2 separate regions of the Mus musculus genome follow, and region 2 is linked to region 1. A link is a contact called in public HiChIP or PLAC-seq data. All regions are on one chromosome and are shown on one strand. Each heading gives the region's core, a stretch centred on a gene start, on an enhancer-like site or on the middle of the called end of the contact. The rest is flanking DNA. Distances are from core to core; before and after follow the strand shown.

Region 1 (7,362 bases), core at 3,256-5,755:
TCTGTTCCTGGGCTCTGGTGTTCCAGAGGACATCAGGAAGGAAGGCCAGAGTCAGGCCTCCCCGGGGTGTCTGACATGATCTCCTGGGACTTCTGGTCCTCCCTCTGGTGACCCACATGCCTTCTGCTGATCTTTCTATAACAGTTTGAGATTGGAGTGAACCCCTCAATGTCCCCTCCTTCCTCCCTGCTACTGAAGATCTCTCTTCATCACTGGTCCTGTCCCCAGCCTCACCTCCTGCCTCCTTCCTCTCTCCTCAGCCTAAGCTCACTCTTGGCCCTGAATCTTTCCTTACCACCTCCTCCTCAGTATCATCCTAGTCAAACCCCTCTCGTGAACCAGAATCAGCAACCTTTTCTCTAGGTACCCCCCTTCTCAGTCCCACAGCAGTCCTGTGGTATCGCCAGGTGCCACATGGGGTCACCAACCACAATTGTTCACATCCAGCTTCCAACAGATAGCCTGGGGAGGTGGGTCAGGCCGGATCTTTGACCTCTCTATGCCCAGCACCAAGTTTGCTAAGAATAGCCTGCGTGTTCATGGATGCCCAGACCCATTTTCTACCCACAGGTACCAGTGTTGGAAGGCTGCAGACAGGCCCTGATGCGTCTGATTGGCTGCCCTCTTTGTCGGGGAGTTCCTTCACTTATGCCCTGCCGGGGCTTCTGCCTCAATGTAGCCCATGGCTGCCTCAGCAGTAGGGGACTGGAGCCTGAATGGGGCGGATATCTGGGTGAGGGGCCTCAAGAAGCCCTAGATGGAGGGGAGTCCTGAGTAAGGTTGGGGGCCATTTGAGTAAGGAGAGGGTGGCCTAAAACCAAACTGGGGGAAGCACAAGGTGGGGGGGGGTGGTCTCATGCAGTCACACAGCCCACCTACAAGCAAACAAAGTGCTCTTTCCTTTAAGGCCCCAGTGAGATGTGTGGGAACATATTAAATCAGAGCTGTCCCCTGTCCCCTTTCTCCCCTTCCCTCAAGATGGTCTCCTGCTGCTGGCTGAGAAACTCCAAGGACCCTTTTCCTTTGAACTGGCTGCTGAGTCCATTGGGGTGAAGATCTCAGAAGGTTTGATGCACTTACAGGAAAACAGTGTAAAGGTGTCAGCGAAGGTATAGAGAGGGAAGGATGGAGGTGAGGTGTGGGTGTCAGAAACAATAAGGCATATAGAGGACTGTAGTTTCCGAGACGGGACACTCTGATTGGCTTCAGAGTGGCTCTTGAGGTCTTTCCCTGTATGATAGGTGTTTCAGGAATGTGGGACCCCCCATCCCGTGCAGTCCCGCAGCCGGCGAGCACCAGCACCCCGAGAAGAGGCTAGCCGGTCGTGGAGGGCTTCAGCGGAGGAAGAACGGCCCACAACAGCGGCAGGCACTAATCTGCACCGCTTGGTTGGTAGTGGAGCCACCGGGGCTGGTGGGTGTGGCAAGACAGCTGCTCACAAGTGCTGCAGCTTTGTTTTCTGTCGGGCAGGTTTGGGAGCTCCGGGAGAGACTTAGCCGAGTACGGGGCTTCTGGGCTGGACTGCCTGTAACCGTATGTGGGGACTCCCGCATGGCGGCAGATCTCTCACAGGAGACGGCACCCTGCTGGACTGGAGTTGGGAGAGGCCGGTGAGTCTCGGGCTCAGGCGGCTATGGGAGTCTGGAAGGAGGGAAGGCTGCAGCCGGAGCCCTCGGGGTGCTGTGCTCTCAGGTATATGTCGCCTGTGGTCGTGGGCTCCTTGAATGAGCAGCTCCACAACCCGGAGTTGGATACTTCGAGTCCCGATGTCCCGACGCGGAGGCGGAGGCTACATCTCCGAGCAGCTACTGCTCGAATGAAGGCGGCTGCGCTGGGTCAGGATCTTGACATGCATGATGCGGGTGAGGCTCAGAAACTCACTCTGCAAGGCCCCTTGACCCAGGCCCTGGTCCATTGCTTCCCAAGTCCCGCCCACTAACCTCCATCTGACTGCTATGAGCCAGCTCTGGAGCCCAGCCCATTGCCTCTCAAGTCTCATCTTGCTCTTGGAACTTCCCATTGCTCCTTGACACCACCCCAACTGTGCTTCCACTCCTGCCCATCCCCCTTCGAGGCCCACACATTGCCCCACTAGCCACCCTTCCACCCCTCATCCCCGCCCCACATTAATTAGCTTCATTCTTTTCTATTCACTTAAGCCTTAAGTGCCTGTCTCAAAGGTCTCCATCCTTGACTGTGGTGGGAGACACAAACATTCCTACAGAGAACACTGAGGAAACTTATTGTAAAGAACTGGGGGCAGGGAAGCTAGCTGTGCTGTCACTGGGCTGCCCCACCTCCACCCCACCCCCACCCGTGAAATTAACCAAAAAGAGAACCAAGCACATCCAACTTTTCTTAGGTTGGCTCCCAACTCCTCCTCCCTCCCCATCCCCCTTTCTCTACCTTTGTTTTCTGGCTTCTTGTCTGCTTGCCATCCCCATCGACTCTTTTTTTTTTTTTCTTCTGCTCTGTCTTTTCCAGTCTCCTTGCCTTCTCCCATCTCCTTGTCTGGTGTGTGATTATGCGTTTCCTTCCTGGTATTCCTGTCACCGCTCACAGTTGTGTGTCCTTCTCTTGCCTCTCTGAATCTCCTTTTTTTATATTAACTATACAAAGTAATAGATTTCATTTTGACATTTTCACGCATATATATGAAAATGTGCTTATGGTTTATCTCAGTTTCCATTTGAAATCTCTTGCTCTTCCTTCCTACCATCTACCTCTGATCCTCTCCATCTACACAGATGAAGATGCCAGTGGCTCTGGAGGGGGACAGCAGTATGCAGACGACTGGAAAGCTGGGGCAGTGCCTGTGGTTCCCCCAGCCAGGCCTCCAAGGCCACCTCGTCCTCCTCGAAGGGACGGTCTTGGAGTGAGAGGAGGAAGTGGCAGTGCCAGATACAACCAGGGCCGAAGCAGGAATCTGGGGTCATCTGTTGGCCTCCATACCCCACTTGTCCTCCTCCTCCTTCCCTCAGCCCTGACCCTGCTTGTACTTCGATAACGAGGGAGGGGCGCCCTAGCATCAAAAGGCTTAGTGGCTCTTTTTCTTCCACCTCCCTCAGCCAGGCATGAGGAGGAGTGGAAGGGGGCTACAGAGAGGGCAGAAAGGGACTTTGTGGGTGAATGGCTGGGGCCCCAAATCCAGGAGTTTCCAATTAATGGGGTGGGAGGTAGATGGGTTTCATAATATTTATTTTTTCATTTGGGAACTGGGGATATTTATTTAGGAAGGATGGTTCAGCTCTTTTAAATCTTTGGGCTCACTGATGGGGTGGGGGGTGGGACACGGGGTTGAAGGAACTTGAAAGTGGGGAGGAATGGTACTATTGGCATGGGGGTACCTGGTATTGAAAATGGACACATAAACTAGCTGAGAGTGATGTCACTTGCCTGTAAACCCATTATTCTTTGGGATGCTGAGGCAGGAGGATTGAGAGTTAGGGACTAATAAAGCTAGGTGCTGACAGTAGAACAGGAAGGAGGGTAGAACCTGAGTTTTGTTGCCTCTTTTAAAATCATCTGCTTCTTAAGTATGGGGCGGGGGGAGGGACCCATCTAGCGACCTTTGCCATCCACATCCATCACAAACTTCCACTTCATATTTCAGTGTTCATATCAGTGTCTATTGGTAAATAAAGAATTTATTGGACCACGTGTATGGCTCTCTGTGTGTGTATGTGTGTGTGTGTGTGTGTGTTTGCGTGCCCGCACACACTCCCAGAGACCAGAGGAGGACGTGTTTTGCTATATCTCTCTGCCTTATTCCCTGGAGAGACTGGCATTCTGGCTAAAGCGGATGCTAGGCTGGCAGCCAGAACGCTCCAGTGATCCTTTTATCCTCCCATATCACTGGAATCACAGGGAAGATGTGCTTGTGACCGAGCCCAGTGTCTTTACATGGCTATAAGGGATCTGAACTTGGGTCCGCACGCGTGTGCAACAAGTGCTTTTCCTCCAGTCTATGTTTCCCTGGGCATCTGTAACTGGCCCAATTTCTACCTGCTTCTTGCCTCTTGGAGTCTGTCACTTGGGAGCAAGCAGCTCTAAAGAACAACCCCGTATTTCCCAAGCCTGAGGTCTGAGTATCTTAATATATTAAAAAACAATTTGGAGATCAAACAAATTACATGAGGAAGTCCCTGTAAAATGTGCAGAACACCAGGCCTCCTTAGATTACACACCACTGCTCCTGCCTTCAGGGCAAGAGCTGCTCTTCTTGGCAGCCTCTCTGTCTCTCTCCCTGTCTCTTCACCTGAATAAATCTCTTGTTTTGTGGAAAGCCAAAAGAAAAAGATGTAATTGATTCCTACTTGAAAGGAGGGTAGAAGTGACATCTTTCAAAGGCAGTCTAGGCGATCTTTCCCCAGCGGACTGGTAAAGGGGCAGGGAGGGGAAGAGACCCAGAGAGACTGATCAATGCCCAAGCAAGCAAGTGGCTGCTTGGACCGGCGGGACAAAGGGAGGAGAGGGGGAGGAGTCTGGGTGCTGAGAAAAGTTTGTGGGGCAAGTTGATCCAAGGAGCCGGGCGGTGGCTGGGGAGCCTGACCTGGTTTTTTCTGACTGCTCTCCTTATGGCCTGGTGAGTGCCTAAAGAAGCTGAGGCTGGAACCGGTGGAGGGACCTTTGAATTTCTGGAAGGAGACTTGAGGGGTTCACAGAAGACCCTTAACAAAGGACTGAAGACAGATGCAGCACTCACCAAAACTTCAGAGGGAGAGCTGGGATGAGGAGCTCGAGGTGGATGGTAGGATATCGAGTTTAGCCCGGATAGAGGAGTGAGTTCTCGGCTGAATCCTAGGGGCTGTGCTCCGGGGAGGGAGTTAGGGAGGGAGCTAGGGATACTGCCAGAAGGAGGCGGACCTCTGGATAGCAAGCTTGGATTCTTTCCGTTTGGGTCAGCCTGGCTAGTTCTGGAAAGGAGGCTGTTTAAGAATGTCGGGAGGACCTTGATCTTTGATTATAGGGTGTGATCTGAAAAAAGGGAGTTATACTCCAAATTGATCAGGAAGCTTAAGGCCGGAAAAGAAGAATCAATTAATCAAAACCCCCCTCCTTTTCTGCTTGCCGCCTGTGCTGGTAACTAGGATTATGAAGTGAGATGGGGTGTATATGGGGACTCTGTAGACCCACATCTCCATCAGCCCCTTTTAGTCCTTAGGGTCTTCCATGTACTGAGCAGGTAGCAGCCTTGCCAGCAGGAACAGTGGCTCACCACGCACTCCTCTAAGTCCACCGCCCCCGTCCCTCCTGGGTTACCCAACCTGTTCCTATCTGGTCCTCCATTCCTTCCTAAAGTTTCTCCCTGTACTAGCTACAGAAGAAGGGGGGCTCTTCATTCCTATTTGTGATTGACAGAGAGACTCAGAAGGCAGCCAGGACCAGGCTTGACAGTGAGTCCAGGTTATCATCATGAGCCAACAGGTTCAATCTCATTTACTGTCTGTTTCATTTGAGATCTGGGTCCTGGCTTTATCTCCTTCCCTGTTAAATGTCCAGTGCTTAAAGGGGGGTGAGTACAATTGAAGAGCCAGGAAGTGGCAGTGGACAAACAAGGTTGGCAGCAAAAGGAAGAGATGCCAGGTTATCTACAAGGTTCCAGTATAAAGAAGGTATACACACACACACACACACACACCAGGCTACTCCCCATCCCTGCCTCAGGTCTAAGAAGAAAAGCTCCTTAGACTCCTCTCCTTCCCCCTCATTTCCCTTCTAGACGCTGACAGAGGCAAAATTCTGCTAACTCAGGGGGCAGACTCAACCAGGGCTGCAAGGAGGCCTGGGGAATGATCCCCTGATCTCCAAAAGGTGCCTTCCACGGCTGTACAGCCATCTCCAGCTCTCTCTGCCACTCATGGCTCTTGGCCCTGGCTCTGTCCCCATTTAATGTCACTTCCCTTGTGACACATGGGCCCTCTGTCTCCTGCCAGGACCATGAGGCTCTGGAGGCCTCGGAGCCTGGGGGTGGCTCTGGGAGTCTTCATGACCATTGGATTTGGCCTCCAGTTCCTGGGGGGATCATTCCAGAGGAGGTGAGTCCCTAGCCTGTCCTACCTCTCTGACTATAAACCCCACCCCCACAACCTACTTTTCCTTGATCCTACCTGGGAATGTGACTCTTGGGGGTAAATCCTCAGGGGTGGGGGTGGGCGTTCCTACTGTCTATTCATTACAAGGACCCACCTGCTCCACACAATGCTAAGGGACAGGACATTTCCCTCCCTATCTTTTTTTTCCAGACTACCTGGACTGCAGCTCCGACAGTCCTGGGTCCCTTCACTGGGATCAACTGTTAAGTCTTGCCTACCCCGACAGCGACTTGTGTTCTTGAAGACACACAAATCTGGGAGCAGCTCTGTGCTCAATCTCCTTCATCGCTATGGGGACCAGCAGGGGCTACGTTTTGCCCTGCCTGCCCACTACCAGTTTGGCTACCCAAAGCTTTTCCAGGCTTCTAAGGTCAAAGGCTACCATCCCCAGAGTGCGGATACTCAGAAGCCTTTCCATATCCTCTGCCATCACATGAGATTCAACCTCAAAGAGGTGAGGAGGTCTAGCGAGGGCAGGCTAGGGAAGAGAATGCCTCAGGCCTGTGGCCAAGATCTGGAAGAGAGGGGTTCCATGCCATGGTTTGGGGGTTCACTCAAAAGTTGGACCCTGGGGCATAAAGGTGAGGTCTCCTATTGCTCTTCCTACAAATGTCCTTTCTCTGGGGCAGGTGTGGTGTTGGGAGCCAGGGTCTTCTCTTAACTGGGATTTGTGTGTGGAGGGTACAAGTGCTTATGGAAGCCAGAGGTCAATCCCACATGTGTTTCTCAGTCACTCTACATCTTAGTTTTTGAGACAGGGTCTCTCACTGAACCTGGAACTTGCTCATTCAGCTAGACTGACTGGCCAGTGAGCCCCTAGGACCCTGCCTCCATCTCTCCTAGTGCTGTAGTTATGTGTAAGCACCATGTTTGAGACTTCTCATCAGTGTGTGTTCAGTTCTCAACAAAATAAAGAATAGTTGGACTTTTAGAATTCCACAACTGGAGAAGTTGAGACAGGATGCAACTGGAGGTCAGACTAGGGGTGTAGCACAGTTGACAGAGTTCTTGCCTAGCATGCAGAAAGCCCTGGGCTCAATTCTTAGCACCACATAAACCAAGTGTGGTGGTACACACTTTTAATCCCATGACTCAGGAGGGCAGAAGGATCACGAGTTCAAAATAACAAAACAGTTTAAGGCCAGGCTGAGCTGCATGGCCAGACCTCTCTCTCAAAAACAAACAACAACAAAAAGAGACCCCCCCAACTCTGAACTTCCCCCAACAAAATTTTCTTATGTGAGAGATAGTACATTCTCTCACAAGC
Region 2 (7,362 bases), core at 2,750-5,249, 190 kb before region 1:
CAGCTAGAAGAACTTAAGAGGAAACACAAAAATCCCTTAAAGAGTTACAGGAAAACACAATCAACCAGGCAAAGGAAAGGAACAAAACCATCCAGGATCTAAAAATGGAACTAGAAACAATAAAGAAATCACAAAGGGAGACAAACCTGGAGTTAGAAAACCTAGGAAAGAGATCAGGAGTCATAGATGCAAGCATCACCAAGAGAATACAAGAGATAGAAGAGAGAATGTCAGATGCAGAAGATACCATAGAAAACATTGACACAACGGTGAAAGAAAATGCAAAAAGCAAAAAGCTCCTAGCCCAAAACATCCAGGAAATCCAGAACACAATGAGAAGACCAAATCCAAGGATAATAGGTATAGAGGAGAGTGAAGCTTCCCAACTTAAAGGGCCAGTAAATATCTCCAACAAAATTATAGAAGAAAACTTCCCTAACCTAAAGAAAGAGATGCCCATGAACACACAAGAAGCCTACAGAACTCCAAATAGACTGGACCAGAAAAGAAATTCCTCCTGTTACATAATAATTAGAACACCAAATGCACTAAACAAAGAAAGAACTTTAAAGGCAGTAAGGGAAAAAGGTCAAGTAACATATAAAGGCAGGCCTAACAGAATTACACCAGACTTCTCACCAGTCTACGAAAGCTAGAAGATCTTGGGCAGATGTCATACAGACCCCAAGAGAACACAAATACCAGCCCAGGCTACTATACCCGGCAAAACTCTCAATCACCATAGATGGAGAAAACAAGATATTCCATGAGAAAACCAAATTTACACAAAATCTTTCCACAAATCTAGCCCTAGAAAGGATAACAGATGGAAAACACCAACACAAGAAGTGGAACTACACCCTAGGAGAAGCAAAAAAGTAATCTTTCAACAAACCCACACAAACAATTCTACCTCTAACAAGAAAATTAACAGGAAGTAACAATCACTTTTCCTTAATATCTCTTAATATGAAAATTAATATTACCAACATATCCTAATCAATTGGAATTCAAAAATATGAGGAATTGAAATTTGTCAGCTGTCATCCCATGGTCTCTCTCTAATCTGGTAATGGGAGAAATAGGTCCAATATTGTACAACCCATATACACTTTCTGCCTGTTGATACATGACAGGGTCTTGCTGTGTGCCACATAATGGTCTTGAAATCATGCTTCTCCTATCTCAGCCTCTCTATTAGTAGGATTGTTTATTTGATGTTTTACACTATACTATGGTTTTCAGAACAGCTTACATATTTCAAAATTATTTATGTAGCCAAAAGAAATGTAGACAATTAATCTGGGAGGTGACCTGTAAGAGAACAGCAAAAAGTAAAACTAAAGGCTTGTTTGATATTTATAATTATTGTATCAATTTTGAAGAAGAGGACTTTATAAGTTACTCTTATTCTGAAATGAATGCTTTTCAAAATCATCACAGCCAATGAACCAGAATCTTATATTCACCTAACTTCTGTGCCACCCTCCAAGCAGGACCATTGTTCATTGAAACAGTTGATAAATGACTTCATGGATAGACCATCTTAATACACACACCATTTCTTAAATGAATATAACCTGTTCCCTGTGGGCTGAGAATGACGACAATCACTCAAGTCAATTAACTTTGACAGTAGCAGGAAATCTGTATCCAAAAATCGTGCCTACAATTCATTCCTTGGTGCAGTAGAACCGTCAACTCTTAGCTTATCTACTATGGAGGTAAAATCCTTTGTTAATGTGAGGGATAGTCAAGTACAGCCCTATTAAAATGACCTCCAATGTCTAAAAACTGTTCTTATTTTATGTTTGTACCACAGTAAGAGCCAAGATTTTAAGCCCTATTAAAAACAAAACAAACAAACAAACAGACTTTATCTATTTATGTTCATTTTAAAAAAAACTAATAGTGATATATTATTTTAAAATATACAATTAATATATTTGGAGTTATTTTAAATTTATATTAAGAAAAACATAGGTATTTTCAGTATTGCTGTAGAGAAACATCTACATAATACTGTTCGACTGATTGTTGTTTTATATCAAACAACTTTTATAATACTCATTTTTATTGTTACAATATTTTATAAATTTTAAAGAATATGATAAAAAAGAAAGAAATCGCAGGGAAGCATCACCCATCCTACTTCAGTAACACAGCTGCCTAACTAGACCCAAAGAATGACAACACCACTGGAGCTGATACATTGAAATGGAACCTCACAGGACCCCATGCTTTGATATAGAACTATAGGAAACCAATAAATAATGGAAGTGAGAGAATTGGTCTTCCCCAGGGATGAACCATCTAATTGATTATCCAGTACCAAGCAGTGCAACAGCCTTAAAACACACACACACACACACACACACACACACACACACACACACACACACACACACTTATATAATTAAATGAATTGAGCAAGTTGTATTTATATATTTAGGCATTTGTGTATATGTGTGTATAACACAGTATATAAGGCCATAATTTGAAGAAAGAGCAAGGGGAAGCATAGGATGGATTGAATAGAGGAAAAATAAGATTGGACATTATATTATTTTAATTAAAATAAGGCTCATAAATCTTACCATTAAAATGTATATATATATATACATCAAAGTCCAGTACAACACGAAACCAAACACTACAAGAAGTACCACAGACAGACCCACAGGCACGAAATAGCCGGCTCGCCACTCCAATATATATATACATTTTATATATATGGAGAGAGAGAGAGAGAGAGAGAGAGAGAGAGAGAGAGAGAGAGAGAGAGAGAGAGAGAGAGAGCGCAAGGAGCTCTCCAGGGTTGTCAGAGAATCTAGCATTCTCTCTTATTTAATTGAAAAGATCAGCAGTAGTGAAGGACCAATAATAGTGGGGTTGATTTCCCTGTTGGTAGTCTTGTCACCCTTAGGGGTAAGACAACGGAATCTGCCTCTGGCTCTATAGCCTCGGGAGGGGCCATGTGCCAGCTTTGAGGCCCCTGTGCCAGCCCCACCCCCTTCATTCCTGAAGTTGTGGTACTTCCTCCTTGGAAAGCATGGGTGGGGCTAAAGCTGGCGCAGCCAGGGGGGACTCTGGCACAGCTGGGGTTGGGCTTGTAGAGGTGCTGGCACAGCTGGTCCCAGTGGGAATGCTGGTGCTGCTGGGGTTTGGGTGGTAGGCGGTAGGATAGAACTTCCTCTGGCATACTCTCCTGTAAAATGGGGCAAAGAGATGCAAGAGACTTAGGAACTTCCCACATCTGTTCTTCTGTCACCAGGGCCGACACTGTTCCTAGTGGTGTAGAAGCATTAGTTAGAGGGAAGAGGAAGGGTTTAACGCATGGTGGTGGATTAGAAACCAAGTCCTTCCAAACCACTATATAGGGGACTTGATCCAGATGTCCCTGCGCCTTTTGCTAATACCGTGGGGAGGTGAAAGGTCCCTTCTGGTGGTCACCTGACTGTACATTTCTTGTTCACATCTATGGAGATTGTGAGCTCTAGTTCTCACTTCCTTAAAGTGAGCTAAAACAATGTTGAAGGGGGAGGAGTCAGCCTGTCCCATATCATCCATCAGAGTCCAGTACAACACGAAACCAAACACTGCACGAAGTACCACAGACAGACCCACAGGCACGAAATAGCCGGCTTGCCACTCCAAGCACTAGGACTCAGACTCTCGCCTTGGAAAGTGGAAGTGAGGTGAGTAAGAAAGTAGATTGTGCTGAGACCCTTCCTCGAACACAGATTCCTCCCTATGAAGGTAACTGTCAAGCTTGCAGGATCAGGGACATCTCCGCAGTGACCTTCTAGCAAGTCCGCTCTAGTCACCCTTCTGCGGAGTATACTGACGCCTCGAGGCTGTTCCAACAGAACTAACAGAACAAATGCAAACAGTACAAGAACACTGACACTCACAATTTATTGGCTGGCACTAGACTCTCCGGATTGCAGATTCCAGAGATCTGCAAAGGTGAAAAGGGGAATTACAATATTCTGGCACAAGGCTGGGCACTCTTTGTTTACCCTCTCCAAAGGCCAGGGCATCTATGAAGGGAGAAGGGAAGGAGAGCTCACCTTTCTAGCCCTGCACAGCAGTAGGGAAGTGCAGAGGCTAGCTTCCCCTGTCTCTTTAGCAACTTCCAGTGATGAGTTTGAGCCTGTGGCAGTTTATCATTACTCACAGACTTTTGAAGTTTATACCTATTAATGGATCTGGCCTCCAGTCTCTGCTTCTCTGCCCTCTACTATGTGAGAAATGAACACCTTCAGCTCTCACTACCTGGGGCTTAGCTAATCCTATTAATACTTTTCCTGTCATGATAGACTGATAACTCCTGAAAACCAGGAAGCAAAATAAGCTCTTTTTACATTTTCTTGTCACAGGTCATTTCTTTTTTTCAAGGAAGAGCAAACTAATAAAAATCAAGAACAAATGCTTTTTTACAGAACATAAATACATCTTTTAGAATTAAACTCTTTTAGAATAATGGAATACTTTAACTGGTAATTATGTATAAGAACTATAGTTAATAAATTTGGAGTCTACGAGCTTAAATTGTTGTTGGTGGTGGTCCTCTAACTAGTGCCAAGGATGAAAAGAGGGAGGGAGGAAGGAGGGGGTGATAAAATCTCTGTGATGGGAAGGAGCAGTAGAGACCTCATACTTAATTCGGCATCTCAACACTGTCACATATATAAACAGGCTTCAGACACAAGAACCTGTAAGAGAACAAAACTGTAATCAACAAGTTATTTCATGTACTGTTTCTGATTTGCAGTTCATCTGGGTAGTAGAACCATCTAGATGTTCATAGTTGCATCTGGAACTCTGCTAGCAATCACATTTTTAATACTGAATGCAGTTGGGTATGATCGAACAGGCATACAATCCCAACATTTGAGAGGCAGAAGATTCCAGCATGGCTAAGGGAAGCCTGTTCTGCACAGTGAGTTCCAGGAAGGCCAAGGCTGTGTACCAAGTCTTTCTCAAACCCTGTCCTCAACAGACTGAATGCTGAGTGACAGATGAACTAGTCACTCAGGTGCACAGCTGTACAAGGGGCTAGCACCTCTGGATGACAGATCTTTCCACTGTTCCGAGTATATAAGAATGTTATTCACTCCATGGGCCCATGGAAGGAGTTACAGAGACAAAGTTTGGAGCTGAGATGAAAGGATGGACCATGTAGAGACTGCCATATCCAGGGATCCACCCCATAATCAGCATCCAAACGCTGACACCATTGCATACACTAGCAAGATTTTATTGAAAGGACCCAGATGTAGCTGTCTCTTGTGAGACTATGCCGGGGCCTAGCAAACACAGAAGTGGATGCTCACAGTCAGCTAATGGATGGATCACAGGGCTCCCAATGGAGGAGCTAGATAAAGTAGCCAAGGAGCTAAAGGGATCTGCAACCCTATAGGTGGAACAACATTATGAACTAACCAGTACCCCGGAGCTCTTGACTCTAGCTGCATATGTATCAAAAGATGGCCTAGTCGGCCATCACTGGAAAGAGAGGCCCATTGGACTTGCAAACTTTATATGCCCCAGTACAGGGGAACACCAGGGCCAAAAAGGGGGAGTGGGTGGGTAGGGGAGTGGAGGTGGGTGGGTATGGGGGACTTTTGGTATAGCATTGGAAATGTAAATGAGCTAAATACCTAATAAAAAAAATGGAAAAAAAAAAGAATGTTATTCACATCACACTAGATCAGCACTAAAACTTAAAAAAATAACTTGATAAAGGAATGGCTCTAAGTCACCAAGTGGATGGGAAATATACAATCTGTTTATTATTTCCTTTCAAATTTGCTTAAAGCCATGATTTTAAAGTATTTATAATGCAATGACTTTTTTAAAAAGACCATACATCAGACTATATAGTTTAAGGGTAGGAAGAAAAAACACACTAGGAGAAACTTCACCACGTCACATAGATCAACTACTTTCATTTTATTCTCTACATAGCCTTGGCTGTTTAGAAACTCACTAGGTAGACCAGGCCGAACATGAACTCACAGAGATCCATCTGCCTCTACCTCCTGATTGATAGGATTAAAACTTGGGTCAACTTCAAATACTCTGAAAATAAAAGGAAAAACTAGACACTAGACATCCCAGAACAAAACAAACAAACAAACAAAGACAAAAGACTTGAATGGCCACAGGTCACATTGTATAGAACATACATAAGTGTTTAATATCATAAACTATCCTCAATATGTTTAGAGATTAGAGAAATCAATGGAGATGTAAATTAAAACACTAGCGGCATGGGCTGCAGAGATGGCTCAGTAGTCAAGAGTACTTGGTGCTTCTGCAGAAGACCTAGGCTCAGTTCTCAGCACTCATATTACCCACAACCATCTAACTCTCAATTCACGGGATCCAACATCATCTTCTGGAATCTGCAGGTAGGGTAGCAAGTATGCACACAGTGTATTAACTTAAGTGGAAGCAGCACATTCATACACATACAATTTTTAAAATCTCTCGTTAAAGGATCGCATCAACAGATATACTAACAGAGGGCAGGCAGTAATCGCACAAGGTGCCAACTCTAGACAGAGGTCTGCAGATAACTAAGGAATGCTGAGAACAGGAGAAATAATCTTCCCAACATTTCAACCAATTGGTTAGCCAATACCCTAACAGCACGCACATACAAGTAACATTATGCAGATTTAAGAGACTGTATTTATATTTAGGAATACATATATGTATATTATATATATTTACACACATCTGTAATAAAAATTGAAGAGAGCATGAATTTGAGAGCAAGGAGTACTTGGGGAAGGTTGAATGTAGGAAAGGGAAGGAGGAAAAGAATATATTTTAACTTGAAAAAAATCTTTAAAAGCCCAAACTGTGAAGAGTTAGAATAAGTACTCATTAATAAAAATTTAATGATAAATTATTATTCATTGAGTAAAATTAGCTGGTAAATATATTTGATATTCTCCTACTAACAATACAATACAGAAATAAGTATTCATGTGCATGATTATAACCCAAGAGAACATATCAGTATTGGTTCAAAGCGAGTGCAGGGAAATACATTCACAAAGTGATTAAAGTGTGGAAGAGGGATAGGTTCACATTGATGATCCCAGTTATACACTGGCACAGCGTTTGCTAGAGTATTTTCATTTTATTTACAAATTGCTCATTGAGATTGTAGGAATTAGTCCCACTTATCTATAATGTATTCCTTTCCAAGAGGACCTTGACTTGCAAACTTGTACACCGTTAGTAAATAACATATCTGGCAACTGGAGTAGTTTGTGCAGTCTGATATTTGGAGGACATAGTTGCAAGCCTCTAATGTTACTTAACTCAGCACCTCCCATCACT

What was found. HiChIP or PLAC-seq counts read pairs in DNA pulled down with a chosen protein or histone mark.
Region 2: an H3K27ac HiChIP or PLAC-seq map of embryonic stem cells shows a contact between it and region 1, with 2.7 times the contacts expected there. The contact joins the enhancer-like site here to the promoter of Gal3st4 in region 1. A contact is called at or near these places in 11 of 39 promoter capture datasets (the 3T3-L1 cell line, 3T3-L1-derived adipocytes, the C10 cell line and 7 more), 5 of 484 Hi-C or Micro-C datasets (B cells, Kupffer cells, bone marrow-derived macrophages and 2 more), 9 of 115 datasets of contacts at active chromatin or transcription factors (bone marrow-derived macrophages, embryonic forebrain, embryonic stem cells and 2 more) and 1 of 9 other capture datasets (liver).

What each region holds. Positions count from the first base shown.
Region 1 is chr5:138,269,955-138,277,316 of GRCm38.p6, reverse strand. Gal3st4 (galactose-3-O-sulfotransferase 4) reads left to right here and starts at 4,505. Exons shown (of 4, transcript NM_001347507.1): 1 at 4,505-4,585; 2 at 5,937-6,038; 3 at 6,246-6,549. The coding sequence starts at 4,578. It overlaps Gpc2 (glypican 2 (cerebroglycan)), which reads left to right. Exons shown (of 10, transcript NM_172412.2): 5 at 571-733; 6 at 979-1,109; 7 at 1,242-1,388; 8 at 1,471-1,610; 9 at 1,693-1,862; 10 at 2,748-3,657. The coding sequence ends at 3,007. It also overlaps a transcript of Stag3 not described here.
Region 2 is chr5:138,460,223-138,467,584 of GRCm38.p6, reverse strand. Zfp157 (zinc finger protein 157) reads right to left here. Exons shown (of 5, transcript NM_028130.3): 5 at 6,891-7,362. Among named protein-coding and RNA genes, the nearest start is that of Zfp157, 22 kb to the right of the region's middle. Within about 2 kb of position 3,999, at least 10 of the 459 cell types and tissues checked have an H3K27ac peak or open chromatin away from gene starts, as enhancers often do. A contact at or near this core is called in embryonic stem cells, where this site is marked.